Linked DNA regions of Sus scrofa: region 2 is linked to region 1. The links are chromatin contacts, called in public HiChIP or PLAC-seq maps. All regions are on one chromosome and are shown on one strand. The core of a region is the stretch at or near the end of the contact, and the rest is flanking DNA. Distances in the headings are between cores, read along the strand shown. Region 1 overlaps GFOD1 (glucose-fructose oxidoreductase domain-containing protein 1). Region 2 has its middle 17 kb from the start of GFOD1.

What was found. HiChIP or PLAC-seq counts read pairs in DNA pulled down with a chosen protein or histone mark.
Region 2: an H3K27ac HiChIP or PLAC-seq map of alveolar macrophages shows a contact between it and region 1. The contact joins two enhancer-like sites. A contact is called at or near these places in 1 of 5 promoter capture datasets (liver) and 1 of 2 datasets of contacts at active chromatin or transcription factors (alveolar macrophages).

Annotation. Positions count from the first base shown.
Region 1 is chr7:9,774,844-9,777,420 of Sscrofa11.1, reverse strand. The region is part of intron 1 of GFOD1 (glucose-fructose oxidoreductase domain-containing protein 1); the gene reads left to right. Among named protein-coding and RNA genes, the nearest start is that of TBC1D7, 67 kb to the right of the region's middle. Within about 2 kb of position 1,275, at least 6 of the 83 cell types and tissues checked have an H3K27ac peak or open chromatin away from gene starts, as enhancers often do. A contact at or near this core is called in alveolar macrophages, where this site is marked.
Region 2 is chr7:9,869,827-9,872,403 of Sscrofa11.1, reverse strand. No RefSeq gene overlaps it. Among named protein-coding and RNA genes, the nearest start is that of GFOD1, 17 kb to the right of the region's middle. Within about 2 kb of position 1,278, at least 3 of the 83 cell types and tissues checked have an H3K27ac peak or open chromatin away from gene starts, as enhancers often do. A contact at or near this core is called in alveolar macrophages, where this site is marked.

The DNA of each region.
Region 1 (2,577 bases), core at 26-2,525:
TATCCATCAGTCAGTCTATATCTTGTGGTATGGTGTAATTACTAGTGCTTTGCCTATCTTCCCTTTGACCGTTGGCAGGACTGCATCTTATACATCACTTTTTTTTTGGGGGGGGGGTCTTTTGCCATTTCTTGGGCTGCTCCCCCGGCACATGGAGGTTCCCAGGTTAGGGGTCGAGTCGGAGCTGTAGCCGCCAGCCTATACCAGGACAATCCCAGCAACACGGGATTCAAGCTGCGACTGTGACCCACACCACAGCTCATGGCAACACCGGATCCCTCACCCACTGAGCAAGGCCAGGGATCGAACCCGCAACCTCGTGGTTCCTAGTCAGATTTGTTAACCACTGAGCCACGACGGGAACTCCAGGACTGCGTCTTATACACCACTTTTATCTCCAGCATCTAGCGTGGCTCTTGGCAAATTATAGATGTGGCACAGACCCCTGGTGGTCCCTCCCCTTAGTCAGTTCTCCCCTCCTTCTCTAATAACAAAACCATGAACTTTCAGTTGGACCCATGGTTGCCAGGAATAAAAGCAGAGACTTATCACAAGGAATGAGGTCACATATTTATGGAGACTGAGGGGTCCCAAACCTCTAGTCAGTAAGCTGACGACCCCGTGGAGCCAGTCCAAAGGCCTGAGAACCAGGACAGCCAGTGGTGTTAGTTCTTGTCTAAAAGCCGACGAATGGGCTTGAGACTCAAGAAAGCTGAAGTTTCAGTTTTTGTCCAAGGGCAAGAAAAGACTGATGTCCCAGCTCAGACAGTAGGGCGGGAGGAGCTCCCTCTTACTCAGCTTTCGGACTAGGGTCTTCAGTTAATTGAATGGGGCCCACCCACCTTAGGGAGGGCGGTCTGCTTTACTCAGTCTACCAGTTCAAATGGGAACTGCATCCAGGAAACCCTCCCAGGTACCCCAGATTAACGTTTAACCAAATGTCTGGCACCCTGTGGCCCAGTCAGGTTGACATATAAAATAACCATCACGGTGGGGTTCTCTGTTTTAGGGGTATCCTCCTTTCTCTTCTTCAGCAAATAAATCCTAAGCATATAATTTCAGCTACTCTAACCCAGTTCCAAAGTAACAATTTTGATCTCACACAGCAGTGCTGAAAGCAGCCTGAAAGCTTCACACTGTCCGGGATCCTTCCTGTCTTGTTGCACCAGCATCTCTAGGGTGTTGTCCTGGCCTACATGGCCCAAGATGCCCAACGACCCGCCTTCCCCGCACCATTCACATTTGTACAAGAAGTGGGGAGATGGAGAATTGCGCCATGGGAAGTTTATTTACCACTTCTCCTCATATCCTATTGGCTGGAACTAAGTCACATGGCCACACATAGCTGCAAGGGACACTGGGAAATGTAGTTTTTATTCTTGGCAACGTGGGTCCAGCTATAACTTAATGGTTCTGTCACTAGAACCACTAGGGGGAGAGGAAGGATGGCCAGGGGTCTGTGCTATACCTCAGCTTTGCCAAGACCCATGCTTGGTGCTGGAGGTAGAAAGGTGTGTTAAGTTGTCATCCTGCTGACCTGGGAGCTAGATCAGTGTGATATGTCCTGCCACGGAGGTAAACACAGGCAGCCAAGCTAGAGCAGGACTGTCAGTGGCTTCCCTGTGAGCTCTCTACATCATTTTAAAGGACAAGTATTACTAGGCCCAATGGGTTGAAAGTCCATTTCTTTAAACCCCAATTTCAGCTGGACTTATCTTTTCCCCTTCTTTGGCAAATTGAATTCAGAAGTTGAGGTTCAGATCTTGGTACTTTGTGTCAAGTAAGGAGCTCTACCATATTCTTGGAAGCGTGAATTAAAAACAAAGTAGGATTCCTTCCCTTTTCTGTCTCTGCCTCTCTCTACTTTCTGCCTCTCCCCACCCCCTGCATTTGTTTAGTCTGGGATTAAGGCGTTCTCTGGTCCTGGCAGGAACACAGGCATCCTTTCTGATCCATGTTACCCTGTGCATTTTGGGCTCTTGAAGGCTTGGTGCAAGATGCCTTTTAAAGGATTTCAGAGAGTTCCCGTTTTGGCTCAGTGGAAGCGAACCTGACCAGTTCATGAGGATGCAGGTTCTCTCCCTGGGCCCACACAGTGGGTTAAGAATCCGCTTTGCCACGAGCTGCAGTGTAAGTCACAGGTGCAGCTTGGATCCCGCGTTGCTGTGGCAGTGGTGTAGGCTGGCAGCTGCAGCTCTGATTCGACCCCTAGCCTGGGAACTTCCGTATGCCACAGGTGCAGCCCTAAAAAGACAAAAAATAAAGGGTTTCAGGATGGGGGGCCAGGGGGAGGAGTGGTGGGGCAGAGAGCCCTTAGGTAAAGCAGTAAACAAAGAGCAAGCAGGCGTTTCATTTTCCATTAGCCAGAGAGGCATTTTATTTCCACTAGAAATGGGAACAGACGTGGAAGCAATTAGTGTTAGTGGGTTTACAGTGACGTCCCCGAGCCAGCAAAATCCTGGGGCCAGATGTCTGTACTTTTACTCATTCCTTGTTCTGAGAACATTCGTGAGTTCTTTCCACCCCTGCCCGTCCCACCTCCTGCCAAAAAGACCCAAAATATCACAGTTGGGAGAA
Region 2 (2,577 bases), core at 29-2,528, 95 kb before region 1:
TCTGCCACACATCAGTTCAGCAATAACTACCCTTGTATGGGTCTTCTTGGGCAAGGGTGCCAGAAATTCTCTCTGGAAACTCTAGAATCGCTAGAGGTGGAGCTGTCAGATCACAGTGTATCTGCATGTTTAGTTTCACTACGAGCTGCCAAACTGCATCCGCCAGGGGTGTAACAATGTATAATCCCACCAGCAAATGTATGAGAATTCCCATTCACTCACATCCTGATCAAGCCTTGATAGTTTTAGATGCGTTAAGTTTTCTCACTATGATGCATGAGAAATAGAATCTCATGCTGGTTTAATCTGCATGGCTCTGGTTCCTAGTGAGATGGCTTAAAGGTCACCTGGGTTGCCTCTTCCGTGAATTACCTGTTTATTATTTTTACCTATTTTTCTGTTGGGCTGTTTGTCGTTGACTTACATCTTCGATGGGGTTCTCCATGTGTTTTGGATTCTGGAGGTTGCATATATCTTCTCCGTATTTGTCATTTCTCTTTTAACCCTGGTGATAGTATCTTGTCTTTGATGGCATGTGTCTGCCTATCTGTCTGATTAAAGAAACCTCTTTGATAATCATAGATATTGTCCCTTACTATTTTATTTTTCTTTCTTTCTTTTTTTTTTTGTCTCTTTTTGTCTTTTCTAGGGCTGCACCTGCGGCATATGGAGGTTCCCAGGCTAGGGGTCCAATTGGAGCTGTAGCTACCGGCCTACGCCAGAGCCACAGCAATGCAGGATCCGAGCCACATCTGTGACGTACACCACAGCTCATGGCAACACCGGATCCTGAACCCACTGAGCGAGGCCAGAGATTGAAGTGGCAACCTCATGGTTCCTAGTCAGATTCATGAACCACTGAGCCACTACGGGAACTCTCATTATTTTCTAAAAAGATCTAATGTTTTGTGTGAGGAAGGATCCAATTTTATTTCTTGTTGAAAGTGAGAGTTTTTGTCAGTTGCCTGTTGCTACATCACTATTACTCAAAACCCTGATGGGTGAGAACCACAAACATTTACTACCTCACAATTTCTGAGGGTCGGGAATCTGGGGGCAGCTAAGCTGGTGGTTTTGAGGTTGCAGGTGGGGGTGGTGTCACCTGGAGGCTATGCTTCCAGGATGGTTCAGCCCCTTGGCTGTTGTCAGGAGGCCTCAGTTCCTCCCCACAGAGACCTCTCCATGAGGCTGCCCGAGAGTCCTCATGACACTTGACACAGAAGCCAGCTTCCCCCAGAGCAAGGGATCCACTCAAGAGAGAGAGAAAGTGTGAGCAAGCAGGAAGCTGCAGTGCCTTATATGACATAATTGCTAAAGCCACACTCTGTCACTTCTACTCTTTTCTATTCATCAGAAGTGAGCCCGCTTCTATTCACCAAGTCAAGCCCACACACAGTGGGAGGGGAACTACATGCCTCGTCTTACAGGGAGGAGAGTTGCAGAACGTGTGGCAGTGGAAATCCACCGTTAGGGTAAAGACTCATTTGTCCCATCCCTACTAACTTTTAAAAGTCCATGCTTTCCAATCTATAATGACACTTCTGTTATTTATCAGGTTTCCATGTAAGTAGATGTTTGTTTCTACGCTCTCTGTTCTAATCCATTGATTTGTTTATTGGGTCCTACATCAACACTACACTGTTTTTTTTTTTTTTTTTCTTTTTTTTATTTTCCCACTGTACAGCAAGGGGGTCAGGTTATCCTTACATGTATACATTACAATTACATTTTTTCCCCCACCCTTTCTTCTGTTGCAACATGAGTATCTAGACATAGTTCTCAATGCTATTCAGCAGGATCTCCTTGTAAATCTATTCTAAGTTGTGTACACTGTTTTTTGATTTTTGTTTTTGTCTTTGTTTTTTGCTTTTTAGGGCCACACCTGTGGCATAAGGAATTTCCCAAGCTAGGGATCAAATTAGAGCAGCAGCTACCAGCCACAGCTGCCTGCCACAGGCACAGCAAGACCAGGTCCAAACCACGTCTCCAACCTACACCACAGCTCATGGCAATGCTGGATCCTTAACCCACTGAGCACGGCCAGGGATCAAGTCCTCACGGATGCTAATCCGGTTCAAAATCCACTGAGCCACAATGGGAACTCCCAACACTACAGATTTTAACTTTACAAATCTCAATGTGTGATAGGGCATTTGTGATAGTATTAGTAATGCTATTATCACAGTATATAAAATCGGGCCAATGAACTACACTACCTGTATACAGACTCGTGTAGTTCCCAGCTCTTAAATCTAGACTGGCCTTGTGACTTGCTTTTATTTTAGGATGACACAGAGGAAATTCTCTGCCAGTTCCTGGCCTAAACTTTAGGCCCATAAGCTTTGGCTTGTGTTCTTGGCAGCTCCAGCTCCATGTAAGTAGTGTGGCTACCCTGCTGGAGAGTCCCACAGGGAGAGACCCTCAGAGAGAGAGAAGCTTAGCTATCTTAGCAAGCCAGGTGAGTCCAGCCCTGGGCTGAGCCCTGGCTGAATGTAGTTCTCAGAGTGACCAGCTGCAAGGGCAGCAGAACCACCCAGCTGAGCTCATCCCGGGCTGTGGTCACAGTAGATGTTCTAA